7 separate regions of the Mus musculus genome follow, and regions 1, 2, 3, 5, 6 and 7 are each linked to region 4. The links are chromatin contacts, called in public Hi-C and promoter capture Hi-C maps. All regions are on one chromosome and are shown on one strand. Each heading gives the region's core, a stretch centred on a gene start, on an enhancer-like site or on the middle of the called end of the contact. The rest is flanking DNA. Distances are from core to core; before and after follow the strand shown. Region 1 holds the start of Spag4 (sperm associated antigen 4). Region 2 holds the start of Map1lc3a (microtubule-associated protein 1 light chain 3 alpha). Region 3 holds the start of Acss2 (acyl-CoA synthetase short-chain family member 2). Region 4 holds the start of Samhd1 (SAM domain and HD domain, 1). Region 5 holds the start of Lbp (lipopolysaccharide binding protein). Region 6 holds the start of Trp53inp2 (transformation related protein 53 inducible nuclear protein 2). Region 7 holds the start of Cep250 (centrosomal protein 250).

What was found. Promoter capture Hi-C pulls out the DNA fragments that hold promoters and counts their contacts. A called contact is a pair of places that touch in the nucleus more often than the background predicts. Capture Hi-C pulls out chosen DNA fragments and counts their contacts.
Region 1: a contact with region 4 is called in a promoter capture Hi-C map of liver, with 2.3 times the contacts expected there. The contact joins the promoter of Spag4 here to the promoter of Samhd1 in region 4. A contact is called at or near these places in 2 of 39 promoter capture datasets (both in liver).
Region 2: a promoter capture Hi-C map of adipose tissue shows a contact between it and region 4, with 2.7 times the contacts expected there. The contact joins the promoter of Map1lc3a here to the promoter of Samhd1 in region 4. A contact is called at or near these places in 1 of 115 datasets of contacts at active chromatin or transcription factors (microglia) and 2 of 9 other capture datasets (adipose tissue and liver).
Region 3: a contact with region 4 is called in a Hi-C map of muscle stem cells, with 6 times the contacts expected there. The contact joins the promoter of Acss2 here to the promoter of Samhd1 in region 4.
Region 5: a promoter capture Hi-C map of hippocampal neurons shows a contact between it and region 4, with 4 times the contacts expected there. The contact joins the promoter of Lbp here to the promoter of Samhd1 in region 4. A contact is called at or near these places in 2 of 39 promoter capture datasets (hippocampal neurons and liver).
Region 6: a promoter capture Hi-C map of adipose tissue shows a contact between it and region 4, with 3 times the contacts expected there. The contact joins the promoter of Trp53inp2 here to the promoter of Samhd1 in region 4. A contact is called at or near these places in 1 of 39 promoter capture datasets (pre-B cells), 1 of 115 datasets of contacts at active chromatin or transcription factors (thymic regulatory T cells) and 2 of 9 other capture datasets (adipose tissue and liver).
Region 7: a promoter capture Hi-C map of the C10 cell line shows a contact between it and region 4, with 2.3 times the contacts expected there. The contact joins the promoter of Cep250 here to the promoter of Samhd1 in region 4. A contact is called at or near these places in 1 of 39 promoter capture datasets (the C10 cell line) and 1 of 9 other capture datasets (adipose tissue).

What each region holds. Positions count from the first base shown.
Region 1 is chr2:156,063,439-156,066,498 of GRCm38.p6, forward strand. Spag4 (sperm associated antigen 4) reads left to right here and starts at 1,775. Exons shown (of 12, transcript NM_139151.4): 1 at 1,775-2,233; 2 at 2,696-2,800. The coding sequence starts at 1,924. Gm39970 (a long non-coding RNA gene) reads right to left here and starts at 1,176. Exons shown (of 3, transcript XR_866890.1): 1 at 567-1,176.
Region 2 is chr2:155,274,861-155,277,659 of GRCm38.p6, forward strand. It overlaps Map1lc3a (microtubule-associated protein 1 light chain 3 alpha), which reads left to right and starts at 1,504. Exons shown (of 4, transcript NM_025735.3): 1 at 1,504-1,786; 2 at 2,098-2,153; 3 at 2,238-2,344; 4 at 2,615-2,799. The coding sequence starts at 1,747. The coding sequence ends at 2,777.
Region 3 is chr2:155,516,228-155,519,310 of GRCm38.p6, forward strand. It overlaps Acss2 (acyl-CoA synthetase short-chain family member 2), which reads left to right and starts at 1,816. Exons shown (of 18, transcript NM_019811.3): 1 at 1,816-2,057. The coding sequence starts at 1,880.
Region 4 is chr2:157,133,594-157,136,527 of GRCm38.p6, forward strand. Samhd1 (SAM domain and HD domain, 1) reads right to left here and starts at 1,503. Exons shown (of 16, transcript NM_018851.4): 1 at 1,286-1,503. The coding sequence starts at 1,496.
Region 5 is chr2:158,305,133-158,308,008 of GRCm38.p6, forward strand. It overlaps Lbp (lipopolysaccharide binding protein), which reads left to right and starts at 1,361. Exons shown (of 15, transcript NM_008489.2): 1 at 1,361-1,661. The coding sequence starts at 1,538.
Region 6 is chr2:155,380,124-155,383,160 of GRCm38.p6, forward strand. It overlaps Trp53inp2 (transformation related protein 53 inducible nuclear protein 2), which reads left to right and starts at 1,733. Exons shown (of 4, transcript NM_178111.3): 1 at 1,733-1,894.
Region 7 is chr2:155,955,120-155,957,992 of GRCm38.p6, forward strand. Cep250 (centrosomal protein 250) reads left to right here and starts at 1,439. Exons shown (of 33, transcript NM_001130000.1): 1 at 1,439-1,538.

The DNA.
Region 1 (3,060 bases), core at 525-3,024, 1.1 Mb before region 4:
TACTTTGGCCTCCATAGTGTTAGGATTAAAGAAGTGTGCTACCACCTTGCTGGGTCAGGATTCCCAAATTCAAACCTGTGATGCAACATGATCTCAGAGAAGTAAGTCCTTTTCCCTCGGGAGCTGACAGACTCCCTGTGTAAATCTTGCAGGTTGCACTACATTGTTGCTGTTCCTGGTACAGACATTAATTAGATACAAGCATGTAGTTATTCAAAATGTGGTTCTAGGATAGCAAGATGGCTCAGCAGGTAAAGGCACTTGTTGCCGAGCTTAAAGCTTATTCTCTCTCTGTCTGTCTCTGTCTCTGTCTCTTTCTCTCTCTGTCTCTCTGTCTCTCTGTCCCTCTGTCTCTCTCTCAGCTGGGAGTTGTGGTACATGCCTTTACCTCAGAGCTTGGGAGGTGGGGGAGGCAGGCAGATCTGAGCTCCAGACTGGCTTTGGCTGCATAGTGAGACTCTGTTTTAAAAGTGAATAGGAGGGGCCATAATAAATGTTTTAGTGTGTTGGATGATGCTCTGTTCCTTCCTAATATTTACTGCTTCCCTAAATACTAGGGCACTTACCAGGCTAGACCCGTCTAGGTACTGCAGGATACAGAAGTGAACAAAATCTAGGTGCCATTGTAGCTGGTCATGATGGACATGATGACATGCCCATAGTCTCAGGCTTGGGAGACTGTACCGGGAGTATGGTCCTGACTCGGGACCATCCTGGGTTATATATCCAGTACCAGGCTAGCAAAAGAATCAAAGCAAAACCTCTTGTCTAAATTACATAGGAGATTGGGGCAATGTCATAATCAATAAAATGTGCGGAAGCCCGGGGACCCATGTGCAGATACCCAGCACTGTAGGTAAAAAGCGACAGACCAGAGCTCAGGGGACTGTGATCCCGACTCTGAAGAGAGAGAAACAGCAGAATCCCTAGGACCCGTTGGTTAGCTCTCTAGTCAAACTTGTAAGAGACCGTGACTCAGAACAGAGAGGAGGAGTTGAGATGGCCCAGTGGATAAACCTCACGCTTGCTGCCTAAGCATGAGGACTTGCTTGTAAACCCCGAATCCACATAAACAGAGGGTGCTGTGGTACTTGCCTGTCACTGAAGCTCTGTGGGAGTAGGGACAAGTGGAACCATGGAGTCGTCCCAGCCCTCGTTCAATGGTTCTCAAACTGTGGGTCGGGACCTCCTTTGCAAACCTCTATCTCCAAAAGTTTATTCATAACAGTAGCAAAATTACAGGTTTTCTTTTAAAGACTTATTTATTTTATGTATATGAGTACACAGTTGCTGTCTTCAGACACACCAGAAAAGGGCATCGGATCCCATTACAGATGGTTGTGAGCCACCATGTGGTTGCTGGGAATTGAACTCAGGACCACTGGAAGAGCAGTGAGTGCTCTTAACCGCTGAGCCACCTTTCCAGTCCAACAAAAATATAGTTATGAAATAACAATGAGAATAATTTTATGGTTGGAGGTCACCCAACATGAGGAACTGTATTTAAAGGTCGCAGCATTAGGAAGATTGAGAACCGCTGGGGCCTAGTTGAAAAAACAAAACAAAAAAGTGAGCCCCAGGTTCAGAAAGAGAGAATCTATCTCGAAAGCTAAGGTGGGGAGCAGGAGAAGACAGCAGCAGAGATCAACTTCTGGATGGACACACACACACACACACACACACCCAAACCATGAACAAAAATGTATCAGGAAAGGGGGATGGGCTGCTGGCTCCCAGTGACGTCACGGGCGCTCTGTGACGCGGCTCCTCTGTGACGGTGACAACAGCACAGCAGCGGGAGGGTCGGCCGAGCCGCCGCGGGGCTCACGCAGGGTGCTACCCTGCGGCGCGAGGCAGCTGAGGAAGGGCCGAGGGCTTTGGCTGCGGCGACTTCGGCTTCCCAGAGGGGTAGCCCAGGTCAGGATGCGGCGGAGCCCCCGCTCAGGCTCGGCCGCATCCTCTCATAATCACACACCCAACTTCTACAGCGAGAACAGCAATAGTTCCCACAGCGCGACTTCGGGGGACAGCAATGGGCGCCGGTCCGCTGGGCCGGAGCTCGGGGAGCCCGAGGGCAGAAGGGCCCGGGGCTCGAGCTGTGGTGAGCCCGCCTTAAGCCCAGGAATGCCCGGAGGAGACACATGGGCAGGAAGCTCTCGGCCGAAGCTGGCGCCTCGGAGCCACAATGGGCAGACCGCCTGTGGCGCGGCAACCGTGAGGGGCGGGGCCTCGGGTGCGGGCGGGGTCGAACCCGGGGGCGAGAGGGCGGGGCGGGCTCGGGGGCGGGGCCCGGCGCGGACCTGGGTGCAGAAGCCCCGACCTGGCTCACGAGGGGACGTGCTCGACACGTGTCCCTCGGGGGCGAGCTCGGTGCCATGGCCGGTCCCGGGAGGGGGCGGAGGAAATCCTGTGCCTGGGCATGGCTGAGGAGGTGCCGCAGGGCCGGCGTGAGTGTGACCCTAGTCCGGCCGCACGGGGACTCAGACTGGGGGGCGGTTTCCACTGATTGAGACTCTCCAGCTCCGGGTCTGGGCGTGTGCAGGGAGTGTGACCTGGGGCAAAGGCCTGGACTAAAAGCCTGTTTGAGAGGCTGCCCAGCTGTTTGGCACTAGGGTCAGGAGCCTGCGCCCGGGCCCCGAGGGGAAGAGCGGGCCTGTGGTGCACAAAACCTCAATGGTGCCCTGGGCTCTTGCAGAACCGTCTGGATCTTCTGTAGTTTTGGAGGAACAACTCAACCTTCTCCCGATCCTGGATCTGAGGCAGGAGATGCCTACCCCGAGGGTGTCCAAGAGCTTCCTGAGTACGAGCCAGGCCAGCCCCATCCCCTCTGACCTTGGCACTCAGAACCCCATTTCTGCTGAGTCTGAGTCAGAGAAACCAGCCCAGATGCCCTTTGACCTCTGCTCTCGGACCCCCGCCCCTGTTCCCAGTTCTCCTCCTCGAGCCTGTGCCCTAGTGTCCAGCCTCAGCTCATTTCCCCAAACGACCCTTGCCTCCTGAGCCCCAGACTCTTGTCCTCCGCACCACCCCAGTCCCCACCCCGGCTTCTCTTGAGCCCTT
Region 2 (2,799 bases), core at 254-2,753, 1.9 Mb before region 4:
CTAAGGTTAGTGAAGGCACTAAATAGGACTTAAGGTCATAATTTAGGGAAGTAATCCTACCGCCCCACCCTAATTTGGGGCTGCCACATACCAGGCATTGAGCTGCCTGGAGAAGGTAGAGATGGGATATAAGGCCTGGTTGAATCCCTTTGTAGGTGGAGCCTCTAGGATCTAACATATTCCGAAAATTGAACCCACATCCTCATGCTTGCGGGCAAGCACCCTACCTGACCAAGCAGACAATAATATCTTTCCAAACAAATCCAGCTCCCTAAGACATTTAAAAAGCAAAACAAAACCCAAAACACAAGGTCTCACTATCTAGACCAGGCTGGCCTTGAACTCAAGAGACCATCCCGTCTCTGCCCACAGAGCTGGGGTTAAGGAGGCACCGCCACCCAGCCTCTTTAAGGCAATCTCAGCTGAATTCTTGTTACCTTAGCAGCTTGTTTTTGTACCAATCACTACCATTTCTGTCCATAAGCAGTTGTTTAGAATTACTCAAGCGTGCATCTGTTAACTTGGTTCCCATCAAATTTCTTCCCTTTGAGCTGTATGTTTCTGAAGTACAAACTAACTTTTTTTTTCAAACAATGGTCCTTTGTAAATTCTTTTGTTTTATCTTTTTTCTTCCTTACTTCAACTCTAGCCCATCCTCCTGCCTCAAACTCCCATAGAGCTAGGACTACAAATGAGAGCCAGCTACATCTGGCATTGATTCTGGCTTTCAATCGATTTTTAAAGTTCTTCAAGGGGCCGCCTCTCCGTGTCCGTCCAGTCCCTCTATCCCCTCCACCTCCCGCAAAACCTGAGATACTGAACTTAAGCCTTCCATCTGCTAGGCAAGTATCCTACCCTGACCCTCGGTAACATTCCCAGACCATACTTCTTTCTATCCTACCAAGGGGCTCTACCTGTAAAATCTGACTTCGCGTGTTGTCAGTTCCGAATGTTCTCCATCTCATGGTTAACCACTTCTGATATAGCCCCCCCATTCAGCGATTCTCTCCTGCTTTATCTAAACCACCTATTAACCAACCTCACTCTGGAAATCTATGCTTTCTATGGTTGTTCCAGAATTCTTTGAAAGCCTGGGTGGGGGGTCTGGAGCAATGGTTCGACAATTAAGAGCCCTTGCTATTATTTCAGAGGACCTAAGCTTGATTCCCAGCAGTGCGATTAACTCCAGCCTAAGGAAATCCGATGCTATGTTCTGCATCCGCGGGCATACACTTACAGACACATTAAAAATTTTAAAACTCTGGGTGTTCCATCCTCTCCCCGCTCCACCTTCCTTCTCGAATGCTAAACTCGATGAAGGTGCGGTGAACTACTCCGCAGCGTCGAGAGACTGGATGGAGGCGACAAATGCCTGGCTTCTGAGTCTGTGGCGCCAAAGAGAGGAGCTTGCCATCGTGACGTCACAGAACTGTGACGCGCCCTGGAGCTCCGCCTCCTTACGACCTGCGCCGGGAATCCGGGCTGTCTGCGCCGTGGCGTCACAGGTCCAGGCAGGCGGGTTTTCCGTCGGCCCAATGGGAGCGGCGCGCCGGCCTCCCCTTTAAGGAATGTTGTGACCTGACGTCACCCAGGCGAGTTACCTCCCGCAGCCGCCACCGCCAGGCTCAGCGCGAGCCCCGCAGCCCTTGAGCTCGAGCCCCGGAGCCCCCGGCGCGCCGAACCGCAGACGCATCTCTGAGCCGCGCACCCCGGAGCCCCGGCTGCGCGCCCCGCCGGGCCCGCGCGATGCCCTCCGACCGGCCTTTCAAGCAGCGGCGCAGCTTCGGTGAGGCCCTGGGGGGCGAACTGCCATCGGGGATCGAGGGATGGGGGTGCCAGTCGACCCCGATTGCCGCAGGTGACGTCAGCCCCATGACGTCAGGCACCGGCCGGCCGGACCCCGGGTGGAGAGGCCGCAAGGCCTGGCAGGGTCGCCCGCCTCCCTACCGCGTCCCCCCGGTGGAGGGCTGCGGGGCCGACGGCCCCGGGGGCGGGCGCTGGGGCGGGGCGGGCCGGGAGCCGCCCCTCGGGGATCAGCGAGGCGGAGTCGCGGGAGGCCTCAGCACCGCTGGGCCTCACACAGAGCTCTGTCCGCAGCCGACCGCTGTAAGGAGGTGCAGCAGATCCGCGACCAGCACCCCAGTAAGATCCCGGTGAGTCTCTAGCACCCCCCAGCCACGCCCTGCCCTGCCAGGTCCCGCCCTTGGCTTACGAGTCCCCCGCCCACTCCACTCCAGGTGATCATCGAGCGCTACAAGGGTGAGAAGCAGCTGCCTGTCCTGGATAAGACCAAGTTTCTGGTCCCAGACCATGTTAACATGAGCGAGTTGGTCAAGATCATCCGGTGCGTGGGCAGCCTCCTACAGGCCTTGGGTGGGGCAGGGTCAGGTTCCACAAGAAGGGATGGAGTGGGGCGAGGGGACTGATTTGGGACACCGGGCCCCTGTTCTAGGAGGCTGGAAAAGACCAAGGTCGGGGTTGGGACGAGCTTCAGTAGAGGTGAGAGCCTCTGGCTGAGATGGACCGAAAGTGAAGGTTCAGTAACATTTTGGGAGGGTCACCTAGGCCTCCAGCAGGCAGCCTCCTCACCTGGCATGCCTGCCTGCCTCCACAGGCGCCGCCTGCAACTCAACCCCACGCAGGCCTTCTTCCTGCTGGTCAACCAGCACAGCATGGTGAGCGTCTCCACACCCATCGCTGACATCTATGAACAGGAGAAGGATGAAGACGGATTCCTCTACATGGTCTACGCCTCCCAAGAAACCTTCGGCTTCTGAGTCAAGAGGAGGGGAGGGGGGT
Region 3 (3,083 bases), core at 566-3,065, 1.6 Mb before region 4:
GTGGAATTGGGAATAAGGGATGGTGGTCTTCAGATCAATAGGCAAACTTATTTATGCCTTCTTCCCCATACAGAGGTTCTTATTGTTGGAGTCTATAGCGATCATTGTTTCTGTGACTCCTTCTATTCCAATGAGAGTTTTGTCGCCAATGAGATCTGTGTGGCCTGAGTGCTGTCCACTCCGTCAGTGTATGTAGAAGGCCCTCAGTGAGGACTGAACCCTCTCATCGGGGTTCAGATATCTTTAGTGAAGTCTTTATCTCCTAGAGGAAAGCCTGTTTCTTAGCCTGGTAATGCCATCTGCATCCTATAAGCAGGGCTTTTCCGAGGGGTCTGAGACCTCCAGAAAAAGCTCTGCCTTCTTAATATAGTTTGTGCAATTTCAATGAAGTGTGTATTTGTTCAGAGGGGTTGATGTCTCCTTGAGAAAGTATCTGTTCCCTCGCTGAGACCCTTGTCTATTCTACAAGGTCTGTATGTGCTTAGTGAGCCTTAAAACCTCCCCTCAGGATTGGGTTGGCTCTGGATCATATGTCTGAGCATGTGTTTTTCAGTTTAGGGTGGGCTAAGCATATGGTCAGTTGGACAAAGATCAGTGTAGCAGGTGAGTTGATGGGTCACAAGCCCTAAGTAGACATTAAATGGCAGGAGCTGGCTGCTTCAGACCTCAGATTCACTCTTGTAGCTAAATAATTAAAGATCCTTGTTTTGACAGTCTGAATTGTAAGATGAGGTAGTCCTTGGTGATAACTGTAGGAAGGAAGTGGAGGGTGTCCTGCTCGGCTTCCTTTTGGGTGAAGAGGATAGAGGGACGCCAGAGGGAAGTAAACTCAATTTGTGGCAGATAGGTGTGTACTTAGGTGAATTAAAGAATGTAATTTTTCCTCTTTATACTTGTATTATTTTATATTGCATAGACCTTGTATTTTAAGATCTGGCTTTCTGTTTATGTTAGTAAAAACAAACAATACAAGAACTCAGATCTGACCATAACTTGATCTTTATCTGCTCCCCGACTTTGTGACATTTCCCTTCCTTTTCTGAATTTACCTTTAGTGCTAAGAGAATTTGTGCGTTTGGAGCCAATATCTGAAGGATCCTCCTCGTCTTCACTTAAGAGTCTTGTACTTTACATCAGGATGGAGATTTATGGAGGCAAAAAGAATGACATGTCCTAAGAGGTGGGAGAGAATCAGAACGAGTTAGCAGGAAGGTTCATATTGGGGATCTGTGCCCTCAAGGTCGCGGAGGAATTTTTCCATGGGAACGGAATAGGGGTGCTGTTCGGTGGGAGACTGTGGAGTGTCACCCAGAAGGAACTGTACTGCACTTGGCTATCCAACTCTGGAGTGACAGGATCACGCAATCAGACCACGGTAATTGCACAACGGATGACACAATGCCTCTTATTAGCCAGCCTTTCATGTCTCAAGCTGCGCGGCGCCGTAACCCAACCCTTGTCACTCCAAGACCCTAACTTGGTCACTCCACAGCCTTGCCTCCTCTCGTGTCACATCCAGCCGGGCTACACCCCATCACTCCACGGGCCCGCCTCCTCGCCTGTCACCTCTGGCCCCGCCCCTCCACTGTCATTCCAAGGCCCCACCCCTCTCCTGTCATTCCCTGACCATTCCTTCTGCTTTCACTACGGCTCCACCCCTTCCGGCAAGACAGCTCCGCCCTTACCCCTTGTCTTCAGCGGTTTTTGCTGACCCCGCCCCTTCACGCACGGCCCTACCCACTATTGGATGCCTAGAGCACGGCCTCTAGCCTCAGGCTCCGCCCTCACCCGAGGCCCCGCCTCTAGGGTCGACCTGTTTTCCCCGCCCCGGCACCCGCAGCGACCGCAACGGCGGACAAGGTGTTCGGAACTTGATGCGATGGGGCTTCCCGAGGAGCGGCGCAAGAGCGGCAGTGGAAGCCGGGCTCGTGAGGAGACCGGCGCCGAGGGCCGGGTGCGGGGTTGGTCCCCGCCGCCGGAGGTCAGACGCTCGGCGCACGTCCCCTCTCTGCAGCGCTACCGCGAGCTGCACCGGCGTTCTGTGGAGGAGCCACGGGGTGAGGCTGGGCCCGAGCGACTCTTGGGGGCGCCAGTGAGCAGAGGAGCGGGAGTCCGAGGGAGATTTACCGAGCTCCGTTAGAAAGGGAGGAGATGGAGGGTCCCTGAGGGACATGGAAAAGGGATTCGAAAGAGATGGCGTTCTGTGAGAAGAAGGAGGCATCTGTGAGGCGAGACTTCCTAGAAGTTGGGGCACTCTCTGGCGACTTGGCAGTTTTGGGAGATGCGAGTTTTCACGAGGAGATGCGGGTTCCGTGAGAAGAAGCGGGGATCGGTGAGGAGAAAGTTCCCTGAGAGAGCCCTCGAGGTGAAAGGAAGGGCTCCAAGGAGCAAGGGTGAACCTTGAGGGAAGGAGAGCCCTGAAGAGAATCACCTTTGCCTCCAATTCAACCATGCCTCCCTCAGACCTTTAACGAATGCACCCATCTCGTTTTGCTCAGCGTCAGTGCAAGTCTGTTTCCCATCTAGGAGTCCTGCCTCTGTGTAAAATGACAGCAATCCCAATACACAACTGTACGAGTTGTCAGTATGCCGATGCTTTGGTTGTTTTGATGGTATAGTGAACAAAACAAGACGGAGTGAGGTTTACCACCAAGCCTGTTTGTTTTGTTTTGTTTTGTTTTGTTTTGTTTTGTTTTTTTGCTTAAAAAAACCAAAATTGGATCTAAATTCTAGTAACTCAGAGTCTGAGAGACAATTCTATGCCTTGACACGTTCTTAAGTGTCAGGACAGTTTAGGGTGCAAAACCACGATCTGGCCAGGCCTTTAATCCCGTGCACTGGGGAGGCAGAGGCAGGTCTTTGTAAGTTCAAGGCCAGCCTGCTCTACGTAGGTAGTTCCAGAACAGCCACGGCTCCATAGTGAGACTCTGGCCTACCACCACGTCCTGGCTGAGAGGGAGCATGATATTTGGTAGTAAGGTAAACACAAGCCACAAATCCTGCCCGAAAAATACATACATAGCTTTGCTTGCAGTCTTAGGCAGATTTAAAAACTTATATTGAATGTATTCATCTCTAAGATA
Region 4 (2,934 bases), core at 253-2,752:
CCCCAGCACTATATATATATATATATATATATATATATAACTATATATATATAACTATATATATAACTATATATATATAGTTAAAATGAAATCTTGCCAGGTGTGGTGGCCTACACTTTTAATCCCAGTACTCAGGAGTCAGAGGCAGGTGGATCTCTGAGTTCGAGGCTAGGCTGGTCTATAGAGACTACATAAGACAGGCCCTGTCTTACCCCACCCCCACCCCCAAAGTTACTCTTCTGTAGAGGGAGAGAAAAAGAGAAACGTGAGTTCCTATTTTTAAGCTTTCTTTCTTTTTTTTTTTTCCCCCAGAGCTGAGGACCGCACCCAGGGCCTTGCGCTTGCTAAGCACTCTACCACTGAGCTAAATCCGCAACCCCTTTTAAAGCTTTCTTAAAGTCAGTCCTTCAGTTAGGCACAAGGGGCTCCACCCCACAAGAAGTAAAGTTCACTGAATTTGAAAATCATAACCACGGAGGGGCCACTTTCCAAGCGAACACCTCCGGGGATCGATCATGCAAGGGGTTAAGCTTCACAGCCACCAACCAAGAAAAAAAAAAAAAAAAAAAAAAAAAAAAGTTGAGCAGATTCAAAGTGTTGACGGGAGCAAGACCAAGAACCAGAAGCATCCCTTAAAATTCTTAAAATTCTTGAGTGGCCAAGTTGTGGAATGTTGGGGTTTCAGTGAATAACTTGCTCTTATGTTGGAAGAGAAATTCCCTTAGTAGCACTCTGCAAATACAATGAGCACATACTGAACCCTACTAGGCTATTATGATAGTCAGTGAGAATCCAGAGATTAAGCACCTTCCCTCCCCTTTAAGGAAAACCCCAAATTCCGGGACCAGCTTCAGAGTTAAACTTAAAAGCGCTCAAAATCTCTCATGGGGCCAAGTGTTCCGGGAGCTGCGGTTAGCACAAAAGGGTCTCCCAAGCCAGGTGAGCCTGAAAGACCGCAAGCCACAGCCGGAGGTCTGGGGTAAAATCTTCTAAGAAGGGCGGGGATCGCTCCTGGCAGAAGTGACAAGTTCCCGAAAAGACCCTTCTACCAAACCTCCCTGGGCCTCTACTAGGTTCGCCGCCCAGAGTGAACCGATGGGCTTGCACTTCACCTGTGCCCACCTCGGGTAGCCCGTGTGTTCGCATCCCGACAGGGCGCCTCCTTCTCCAGCGGCGGGTTCCCGCCAGCCGCTTCCCCCAGAGACCTCCCCCTTAGGATGCCTCCCATGTGGACTCTCCCTGCTCGGCCCCACGGTGGCCATCCTTCGTCCCTCAGGCCCGCTACCTCTGAAGATGTCCAGCACTTTCTTCTCTCGGAAACCACGATTCTCTAAGAAGGAGCACACGTCCTCCGGTTCCCAGGTTCGGAGGTCGGTGTTTTGGAAGTCGTCGTCTGCAGACAGATTAGCTGTTGCAGGAGGAGTGCTCGGTGGCGTCCTTGGGCTGCCATCGCAGCGGGGTCGCTTAGCTGGCTGCTCCAAGGGTGCGCTCTGCATGGCTACCTCCGACACCCGGGGCTGCGAAGTTAAGTACCGCGGCACCGGCTCGCGCGCAGCCGCACTGACACCACACCCCAAAAGTGAGTCCATTCAGTTTTGCCAGCCTCCAGGCCTACTGCGCAGGCGCCCCGGACATCAGCCCTGGGAGCGTGGCCTCCCCGGGGCGCTCGCGCCCGGCCCATTGCGCAAGCGCAATGCCTACGCGATCGCCCTCAACTCCGCCCTTGTGTTTCTCCGAAAGGGTGGTGTTATTAGAAAAGCAAAACTGAGTTGTGGTTAAGAGTGGAGACTTTAGTGAGGACAAGGCCAAAGAGGGCATCTGGGGCTAAGGAAGGTTCACCACGCTCCAGATTAAAAAGGTCTTCTGGTGAACTGCAGGTATCTTCCTGAAACAAATACGTTTTGCCAGGTTTCAAACACCCCAAGCTGTAAACTTGTTAAAATAAAATTAAAAACAAAAAACAAAAAAACCCTATAAGGCAACAAAGCTGCCACTCCTATCCCAGAGCAGAAAACAAGGGACTGGCCCAACTGGAAAACCCTGAAGTGATTGCCAGCTGGTTGTCGGACTGTCCTGTTAGATTCCACATTCACAGTTAGTTGGCAGCAGACCGCCCTATTATTTCCAAATAGACAGTATTTTTACTAATTACTAGTCAGTGTCCAAATAGCAGGCTTTCTTTTTTTTTTTTTTTTTTTTTTTTTTTTTTGGCGTTAAGCCATTTTGGGACAGACCCCAAACTTCCCCATAAATCTTTATCCACCCATTACTAGTACAACGACCACTAATTTACGACACCTCTTCAGAAACCAAGACACATACACATCTAGGTATTTTAACGTCAGGCAGTACAAATGAGATGTTTAGTGGTGAGCCCGACAGCTGTAAGTGATGCTTAGGCATAAAATACAAGCTTGAGAGCCGGGTGTGGTGGCGCACGCCTTTAATCCCAGCATTTGGGAGGCAGAGGCAGGCTGATTTCTGAGTTTGAGGCTAGCCTGGTCTACAAAGTGAGTTCCAGGACAGCCAGGGCTACACAGTGAATCCCTGTCTCGAAAAAACAAAACCAAAAACAAAACAAGCTCGAGGCCCGATGTTCATTACCCAGCAACAAACAAACAACAGACAAACTAGAAATCGGATGAACCAAAATATTCTTAGCAAACAGTGCTGATGTGATCAGGGCCCTGTTCTAAAGGCTTTACAAACATTCATTTAACGAATTTCAGATGTAGGAAAGTGAAGTATAAAAGCTGGGAGAGAGGGCTGGAGAGATGGCTCAGTGGTTAAGAGCACTGACAGTCCTTCCAAAGGTCATGAGTTCAATTCCCAGCAACCATATGGTGGCTCACAATCATCTGTAATTGGATCCTATGCCCTCTTGTGTTGTGTCAAGGACAGTATGGTCATATACATAAAATAAATAAATAAATC
Region 5 (2,876 bases), core at 111-2,610, 1.2 Mb after region 4:
CTCTGCCTCTTGGAAGCTGGTCCTTGAGAGATGAGAGCTGGCAGGTGAGATTTATTCAGGTTTATTCAAGGGCTGGCAACCTGGATAGTCCAGGGAGCTCTAACCCTCAAAGCTTCAACATGTTCAACACAAAGAGGTTTCACAGGGAGAGAACAGACTAGACTGTGGGCAGGAAGGCTACCCATTTCTCGCAGTTTTCATGGCCCTGGGTGTGAGTCACTTTTATTTTCCTCTTACTTTCTGGCTGTGGAGCGCTTCAGTTTGGCCTCACATGCATGGGTGCTTTGTTCATGCCTTAGTATTATTCCACAGAGCCTCTGCCTCCTGCGTGCATTAGCTTTACATGCTTAGGGCTTTTCCGTGTCAACCCTCGGGGCAGTTCAGGGGAGTTGTGTTAGTTTATACTCAGGAGGAAAGGCTAAAGAGGACAGGCACTGCATGCTCTGGTGTAGTGCGAGGGTCCCTGAGGCTCTCTATTCTGTAAACCTTAGAGTGCTTATCGGGCAACATCTTTATCATAAGCTGCATTTAGAATCCTGGCACTGGGAAAGTAGAAAGGGCTTGAAGAGGATCAAGAGTTCAAGACCAACCTGGGCTACATAGGAAGACCCCCCTCCCCCATCTCAAAAAAAAAAAAAGAGAGAGAGAGAGAGAGAGGAAGGAAGGAAGGAAGAGAGAGAGAGAGAAAGAAAAGAGAAACAGAAGAATTTTCTAGAATGCAGGGAAACGGGGCACACGTGATCCTCACAAAAGGTAAAAGAGAAAGCAGAATTGGAAGGGTGACACGGCCAAGCCCAACTCTCAGAAGACAGGCACCGTCCCTCTCCCCTGCCGCCTTAGCCGGTGCTCACTCCTCTGCCCGGGTCATGCAGCGCAAGGCAGCTGACACATTAGAACTCGGACTGTTATGTACAGCAAGTTCCAGCTAGGGTCATGGGGCATCAGGATGTTCTGAGAGCTTTCGGGTGGTGTTTGGTTTGGCGTGGTGCTGGAAAGATATGCCAAGCTGCTGTTCAGACAGCTATCCCATTGCAAGGTTGGGAGGAGAAGTCCCTATTTAAACAAACAGTTAAAAGAACGGAGAGCAGGGGAAGACAATCCTACTTTTCCTTCCTGCTTTCATGGGCTGGGCTGTGACCCTGAGTGAACCTCAAATTCCTGTCTGTGACACCAGGCCTTCCTAGCAGAGAGTCAAGAAGGTTGGCAGAGGCAATGCAGAACCTCCAGAGAGTGTGGGGTTTCCCCCTTCTCCATGCAGGGGAGAATGGGAGTGGCTTATCCCCTTGGCACCAGGCCTGCCCTCCTAACCTGTGCAGTGATCACAACAATGACCCTCCCCCACCCCCCACCTCCCACCCCTGTGGTGTCGCAAGAGGGTTCCAGTCAGTGGGCCTCTCTTTCCCTGGGCCTCTCTTTCCTGCTCCCAGGAGCCCGCCCTCCCTCAAGAACCGCCCCCTAGCCCTGGGCCTTGACTAGTTAAGAACACCAGAGCCAGCCCACTCTGTCACAGTCCTCACTCCCCCACGGAGCATCCAGGATGAAGGCTGGGACTGGACCTCTGCTCTCTACATTGCTGGGGCTGCTGTTCCTGTCCATACAGGGAACTGGCGGTGTCAACCCCGGTGTGGTGGCCAGGATCACCGACAAGGGCCTGGCCTACGGTAAGAAGCCATAATATAGGCTGGCCAAGGAGGCGGGACACCAGGCACAGCCTGGATGTGAAGGGCATTGTCCCTCTGGTAGGGAGTCTGCTATACGGGTATGTGGCAATAGCTGCCATCTGGCTGGTCACTCTCCAGATATGTGACCTCAGCCCATAGCTTGTATTTTGAGGGCTGGGGGGAAGGTTTGGGGTCCAGCAGCTGAAGCAGGAGGTAAGAGAGATAAGCAGGTAGCAGTGGGCAGATAGGCTGGGAAGAGAAGGCAGACAGCCGAGGTAAACAGCCCCACACAGCAGCTGGAACCAGTTCTTTGGAAGAGTCTTGGTGGAATTTGAAACCATCACCTAAAACCACAAATCCTAAGTGAAGGCAGTTAGAGACTGGGAGGGCCAAGCAAGGCTACGGACGGGGATGGGATGTGCCCCCTTGGCATCTGAGTGGCAGTCATGTGACTTACCAAACATTAAAACTTATTGATCAGTGATTGCTTCAAGGTGAGCACTCCTTAGGTACCTTTATGCATGTCACTCCCAACTTCCCTCCCTCCCTCCTTCCTTCCTTCCTTCCTTCCTTCCTCCCTTCCTTTTTAAATGTTCATGTATTGCTGTCCTGGGAATTGCACATGCTAGGCAGGTACTTCATCACAGAGCTATGGCCGCAGCTGCACCTTCTCTTTTTTGTTTTTGAATTTTGGACAGCAACTCCCTAACTTACCCAGGCTAGCTTTGAACTCACACTATAGGTAAGGCAGGTCTTGAACTTGTGATTCTCCTGCCTCAGCCTCCTAAAGTAGCCTGGGTTCCATTTCTGCAACACCAGGCTTGATCCAACTTGACAAACTAAGAAAAGGTATTTAACAAGCTACTGAGAGTGACACAGAATTATCGTGTCCAAGGGGTGAGGGAGCTGGGATGTTTGTACAGCCCAGACCTATCACTTCGGTAGAGCCTCCATTGCCTAATCTAATGGAGGTCATAACACTGCTTCAGTTGAGTAGGGATAGTGGGATCTAAAACAGGCTATGGACAGAAGGGAAAATCAGGGAGGGCTTCCAGGGGGAGGCAAAGTAGAACCAGCAATAAGAACTAGCCAGGGACAAAGGGTGTCGTTCCATCAGAGGGATCCTGCCATATACACCCTAAAGAGGAGGTCTCATTGAAAAGGGTGAAAATGGATGTCACTAGTGACCTGTGTGCACTGCCTGGCTGGGTGCAG
Region 6 (3,037 bases), core at 483-2,982, 1.8 Mb before region 4:
CAAACAAGGGGTGTAACAGGAGGGACACGTTAGGGATTAGTTTGTCAGCAAGGAGGTCAAGGGAGGGTCTGGGATTAGTGGGAAGTGGCTGTGCTAGGCAGAGGCTCAGGTTTGCACAAATGAGGGCACCCTGGAAACCCTAGTGTAAGGAGCACTGTGCTAATCACCTCCCCTCAAGCCTCTGGGTATTATTTTCTGGCTGTCTCCTCTGCCGGGCAGGGTTCAGTCCTTCCTAATGGCTTTCTGACCAGGCTGGGGCAGGGTTCTTGAAACCACCAGAGCATGAAGCTCTGAACTAGCTCCTGCTGGCCAGATGGGCAACCCTCCGAACCTCATCTCCCAACTCTGTTCCAGAGACCCAGACGCTCTAGCCATGGAAATCCCCTAAGTATTTCACAGGCCATTGCAAGAGCTGGGGCCTGGAGCACAAACCTGGCAGAGTCTTGGAGGATGACGGGTCTGGAAAACCCTGTCAGTTCTAAATGTGAATATCCATGGCAGCGTGACAGATAAACTAAGGCCCAGAATAGTAAGGATTTAACTTGAAATCACACAGGTTGAGACACAGGACTGGAAGCCAGGTTTCCCTTTAGAACCCTGGAGTTCAGTCCCTCTGGTGTAGGGTGTGATCAGAGTCAAGGCTAGTACCTGTGAGTTAAACTCCTGGCTCTGCCAAGGACTATTCCTTAATTACCTCGGAAAGTTGCTTAGATTCTCCTGGTCTGTTTCTTTAACTGTAAAAGGAGGATGCTACCTACCTTTTGGGTTTATTGTAAAGATTAAAAGGCAGCACAGTGCTTGGCATATGGTAAGTGTTCAGTGTCAGCTGGCAGTCTGGAAGAAGCAACCGTAGGTGCCCCTTCTTCTTTCCCTCCCCTCCCTCGGAGTCTCCTGTAGCTCAAGCTGCCTTTCAAACTCTTGAACCCATTTCTATCTACCAAGTGGTGAGATGAAAGGCAGGTACATGTAATCTCAGTTTCTCCACATGTAAATCAGGACTAACAATCCCTGCCCTGTCTGTCACTCTTTCCCCCCTGACCTGTTCCGGTAGCAACGTGGACTAAATAAGGTATGTAAACGTTCTAAGCCGAGCTGTCTCCAGGTCAATGTTTATTCAGCTTAGAGCAATTTCTTTCCAAGTCCTACGCTGGCCAGATTTCCTGTCAGCCCCATCAATTCTCTAACACTCGCAGGTGCTCCTTTGTAACCGCGGAAGGGGCAAGGTCCGCTCAAGCCCACCGTAAAAAGGAGCGGGGAAAACAAAAAACATAGAGGAGGGAGAGCAGGCAAGTAGGGCAGTGTAGAGAAGTGGGGTAAAAGGACAAGGAGGGTAAAAGGGACTTACAGATGGAGCGCGGCGGGGGTGGGTGGGGTGGGTGTCCTGCACCTAAGATGCAGGAGAAGGGATGTGCGGAGCTCTGGGGCAAGTGAGGGAGCAGGGATGTGTGCGGAAAAAGCAGCGAGGTGGGATTCTTGAGGAAGAATTGGGGGGTCGCTTTCAGTGTGAGGTCTGTGGGTAACTGGGGGCAGGGAATTCGGGCCGTCACCTCCACTCAGACAGAGGCTCCGAGAGCAGCTCCCGGGCTACAGCCACCCGCTGGCAAACCGCGGAGGGGCGGGGAAAGAGCATTCGGCGCCTGTGATTGGCTGCCGTCCCGACGGCCGCTGACGCGAGCGGGCGGGCCCCTTTGTGACGTCACAATCAGCTGTTGAAGCGTTCGGATTTGTGCCCTGAGCCCGGGCGCAGCGGCCGCAGCAGCTCCGGGCGTCCGTTCGGGAGCCCCGCCGTCTCTCGGCCCGTCCCCGGTATGCGGCTCCAGTTGTGAGCACCGGCGACCCGGGGACGCCCGGCCGCACAACTACCTCAGCGCAGCGGTTGCTGCAGCGGCCCCAGGTGAGTCCCGACCTCCGGGCTGGGGGCTCCGGGCACCCCCAGGACACGCCCTGCGCCCCCCTCTCCCGTTCTTTGTCTGTCTCCGCCGGCGGCAGCCGGAGCTGCGTTCTTGGCTCCCTATTGGTTGCTCCAAGCCGGTAGGCCATGACGTTGCTTTATTTGCATATGACATTGAGACGTCACCAAGGCCAGCCCCGCCTTCCAGGCTTGCATGGGTGCTTGTCCTCTGGTGACCCGGTGGGCGCTATGTCGTGCCCAGCCGGCCGAGGGTTGAAGAGACGCTGAAAGACAAGCGGGATCCGAAGGGACTCGGCGGTTTCCTGGGCTAATCTAGGGACTGGGGTCAGGCCTCTCATTTGTTTTTTCCTTGTGACCTGAGAGAGGGTAGGACAGCAAAGCTCGATTTAAGTTGAGAGGGCGGTAAGTAGATGGAGCTTCAGACTCCAGGTCCTGGAGACACTACCAGATGGTAGCGGATCCCCTCTGTCTTCAGGCTCCGCCCCCTAACATAATAACATCCTTCTAATCCCTGACATGTGTGCAGAGCCTGAGTTGATGTCATTTTCAGCCTACAAATATTGAGGGTCTTAAGCCCCACTTCACGGAAGAGGAAACTGAGACTCAGAGAGACGTAGTTTACTGGAGATCTCAGCCAATTAGAATCACACTCACTAAGTGGTAGATTCCTTAGCTGAAGTATAAGCTACATGCTTACATACATCTACTGAGGACCCTATCTTGGGTTCAGCACCAACCACAATTTGATGGGATGCTTCAGTCTTCATGATCCTGGACATTTTCCCAGGAGGTCTCTGAAAATTGGGTCTCTTACAAGGCCCTGACCTCCTCTGCCTTCTTTCTACTTCAAAACCCAATAAATGGCCGTCTCCCAGCTGTTTTGACCACAGAAAGGTGAGTCACTAGTTGCCTGCCTCCAGGTGTCTCCAGGGCAGATGTTGTTGAGAGGGAGTTGGGAGTTCCCTCTGTGGGCCTCCCATCAGAGCTGTCAGCTGGGAGAACCAGACCCTTCCCTGGCATTAGTGATGCAGAGCTTATGCTGTTTCCTGAGGCTGCTTCCAGAGTGACAGAAGGATGTCTCTTACTTTCCAAGTAAGTAGATCTGGAGTCCTTCCCAGGTTGAGG
Region 7 (2,873 bases), core at 189-2,688, 1.2 Mb before region 4:
AGATTCCTGGCTTCACCTTTGGTCTACTGAGTCTTCAGGAATTGAATCGAAGTGTCAAGTCCCACCTCGTGTCTTGGTATATACTGAGATGATTCATTTCTTTGTTTTTGCTTATTTGTTTGTTTTGTCTCTACTAAAATTATAACCAACTGGGAATCAAATAAAAATTTAATGCTGGCCTGGAGAGATGGCTCAGGGGTTATATAGCAGTGACTGCTTTTCCAGAGGTCCTGAGTTCAATTCTCAGCAACCTCATGGTGCTCACAACCATCTGTAATGGGATCGGACGCCCTCTTCTGGTGTGTCTGAAGACAGCTACAGTGTACTAATATAAATGAATAAAAAATTCACACACACACAAAAGAAAGAAAGAAAGAAAGAAAGAAAGAAAGAAAGAAAGAAAGAAAGAAAGAAAGAAAGAAAGAAAGAAAGAAGGGAGGGAGGGAGGGAGGAAGAAAGAAAGGAGGGAGGGAGGGAGGAAGAAAGAAAGAAAGAAGGGGAAGAAGGAAGGGAGGGAGGGAGGGAGGGAGGGAGGGAGGGAGGGAGGGAGGAAGGAAGGAAGGAAGGAAGGAAGGAAGAAAGAAAGAAAGAAAGAAAGAAAGAAAGAAAGAAAGAAAGAAAGAAAGAAAGAGAGAAAGAGAGAAAGAGAGAAAGAGAGAAAGAGAGAAAGAGAGAAAGAGAAAGAAAAGCCGGGCAGTGGTGGCGCACGCCTTTAATCCCAGCACTTGGGAGGCAGAGGCGGGCGGATCTCTGAGTTTGAGGCCAGCCTGGTCTACAGAGTGAGTTCCAGGACAGCCAGGGCTACACAGAGAAACCCTGACTCGAAAAACCAAAATAAATAAATAAATAAATGAAAAAAATCAATGCTAAGAAAATGCGTCAATAATGATTGTACAATATATTATCAAAATAACTCCCCGTTCCTAGCGGAACGCAGTCAAGTAGCGGTAGTCATAACCGGACAAAGTAGCCAACGACACAGTTGTTTGCGAATGTTCTGTTTCCTGGGGCTGCGTGGAGGATCAGTAAAGATCTAAAGCTGAGACATTCGTTTGCCCAGATTTAACTGGAGCTAGGTGCTTTCACCCAGTTACTGTACTTGGCTTTGTTGGTGAGACAGTGCGCAGGTGCACCGAGACCTTGGCTACACGCATGCGCAGTACTTAACTCTGAAGCCACAGGCGGGAGCTTACGGGCGAGTGTTTCTTCTCCACCTCAGAACGTTCAGTGCTAGAATTCAGAGACGGTGACTGTCTTTACTTTTGGAGAGCGACCTTGGTCTCACTATATCCCCCCCTTTCCTTTTGGGCTTCTCTAGTAAGTTGGCTGCCAGTACTTAATATGGCGAGAGGTTTGCAGCGGCGCACTCATTCCCGGCGCTCGGCTGGACTGGGCTGGGCGGTTCCCCACGAAAGGGCGGGAGTTTGACGGGCGGGGCCTGGCCTCCAGACTGAGGGCGGCCCCAGGCCGGGCCTGCAGGTTGCTGCAGCGGCCTCGGTAGCTGCGGAGCGCTTCGGGATCCCCGGGAACCGACTCTGGTGAGGTGGGCAGGGGCAGGCGGGAGGCGCTGAGCGTAACGGTCCGAGGTCCAGGGCCTGGGCGCCCGCGGGGATGTCGCCTGGACAGCGGCTTCCTGTATCCCGGGAGGCACCCCGGGCCCAGAGAGGGGCTGGGACCTGTCCCAGTGGTCGGGGCCTGCCTGCCTCAGTTTCCTGCTGCAGCCGCCGCCCAGAGAACCTCACACTCGGGTGGCCCACTGTCGTAGCCCGGAGCTGACGGGATGAGATGCTGCGCGCCCTGCGGATCACGCTCCGTGCACCCGGGAGTTTTGCAGCGCCCTGTGCTCATACGGCTTTGCATGTGATCTTCCCCTGAAAGTCCGCTCTCAGCCCACTGCCCCATTATCAGAACTTTGATTTTTCAGAACTCAAAGATCACTTCTTTAAAAATCTTTCTTGAGGCCTGCTCCAGGCTCAACTGATCAGATTCTTGCCTTTTGCGAACTTTGCCCAAGTCAGTGTTCTGCCACTCTTTCTTGTTCTGGGCTTGTTAGAAATCATGTCCTTTTTTTTCAACTCTTATGCCCTATGATGACTACTAGTAACTAAAAAAAAGTTACTGAATAGTCGAAAGATGACAGCTCTATTAAATGCATTACCTACAAAGGCCCCTTTAATCCATGCAGCGATCTATGGTGTGCGTTCTGTATATTCACGTTTTATGCACGAAGAAACAAGCACTTATAAATCAAGTTTCACAATGAGCTAGAACCCCCTACGAATATTATGACTTAACTAGATTGCCTTTAGTTTGCTGTTTATACGTTAGCCTGTAAGATATGGAGGTCAGGGTTGCAACTCACGTTTCAATAAAAGGGCTGCTTTTTTTTTTAACCCAGCGTCTTATGCAGCCAGTCAGTGTTGAGATTTCAGGCCTGTGAGTCTAGGCTGGGCCCTGAGAAAGCTTATGAAGTAGGATTGATAATATTACCAAATCGATAGTTTTCTTAACAAAAATCAAGGCCAGCTCTGCACTGTCTTACTGGTACATCTACACCCTGTGCTGCAGGAACATATTGTCACATTTTGCTCAAATTACCTCAGAAAGCTTCAGGTGTGGATGTCATTAATTCATTCCCCTTAGGAAATGCTCTGCAGTGCTGTGAGTTTTATATTTTTTGATTTTGGCAGCTAATGAAATGAGAATAGAATTTGGAATTGAATTAGACTTTGATTTCCGCTTTGCTACTAACCAGTTGCGCCTGGTGGACACGTGAAGGCTATAGAGGACGTTGTGGAGATGTCTTTAGCCTTCGTGTGGGTTAGAATCATTAGGCCAACTCCTTACCTGTGGAACCATGCTCCCATGTAAAA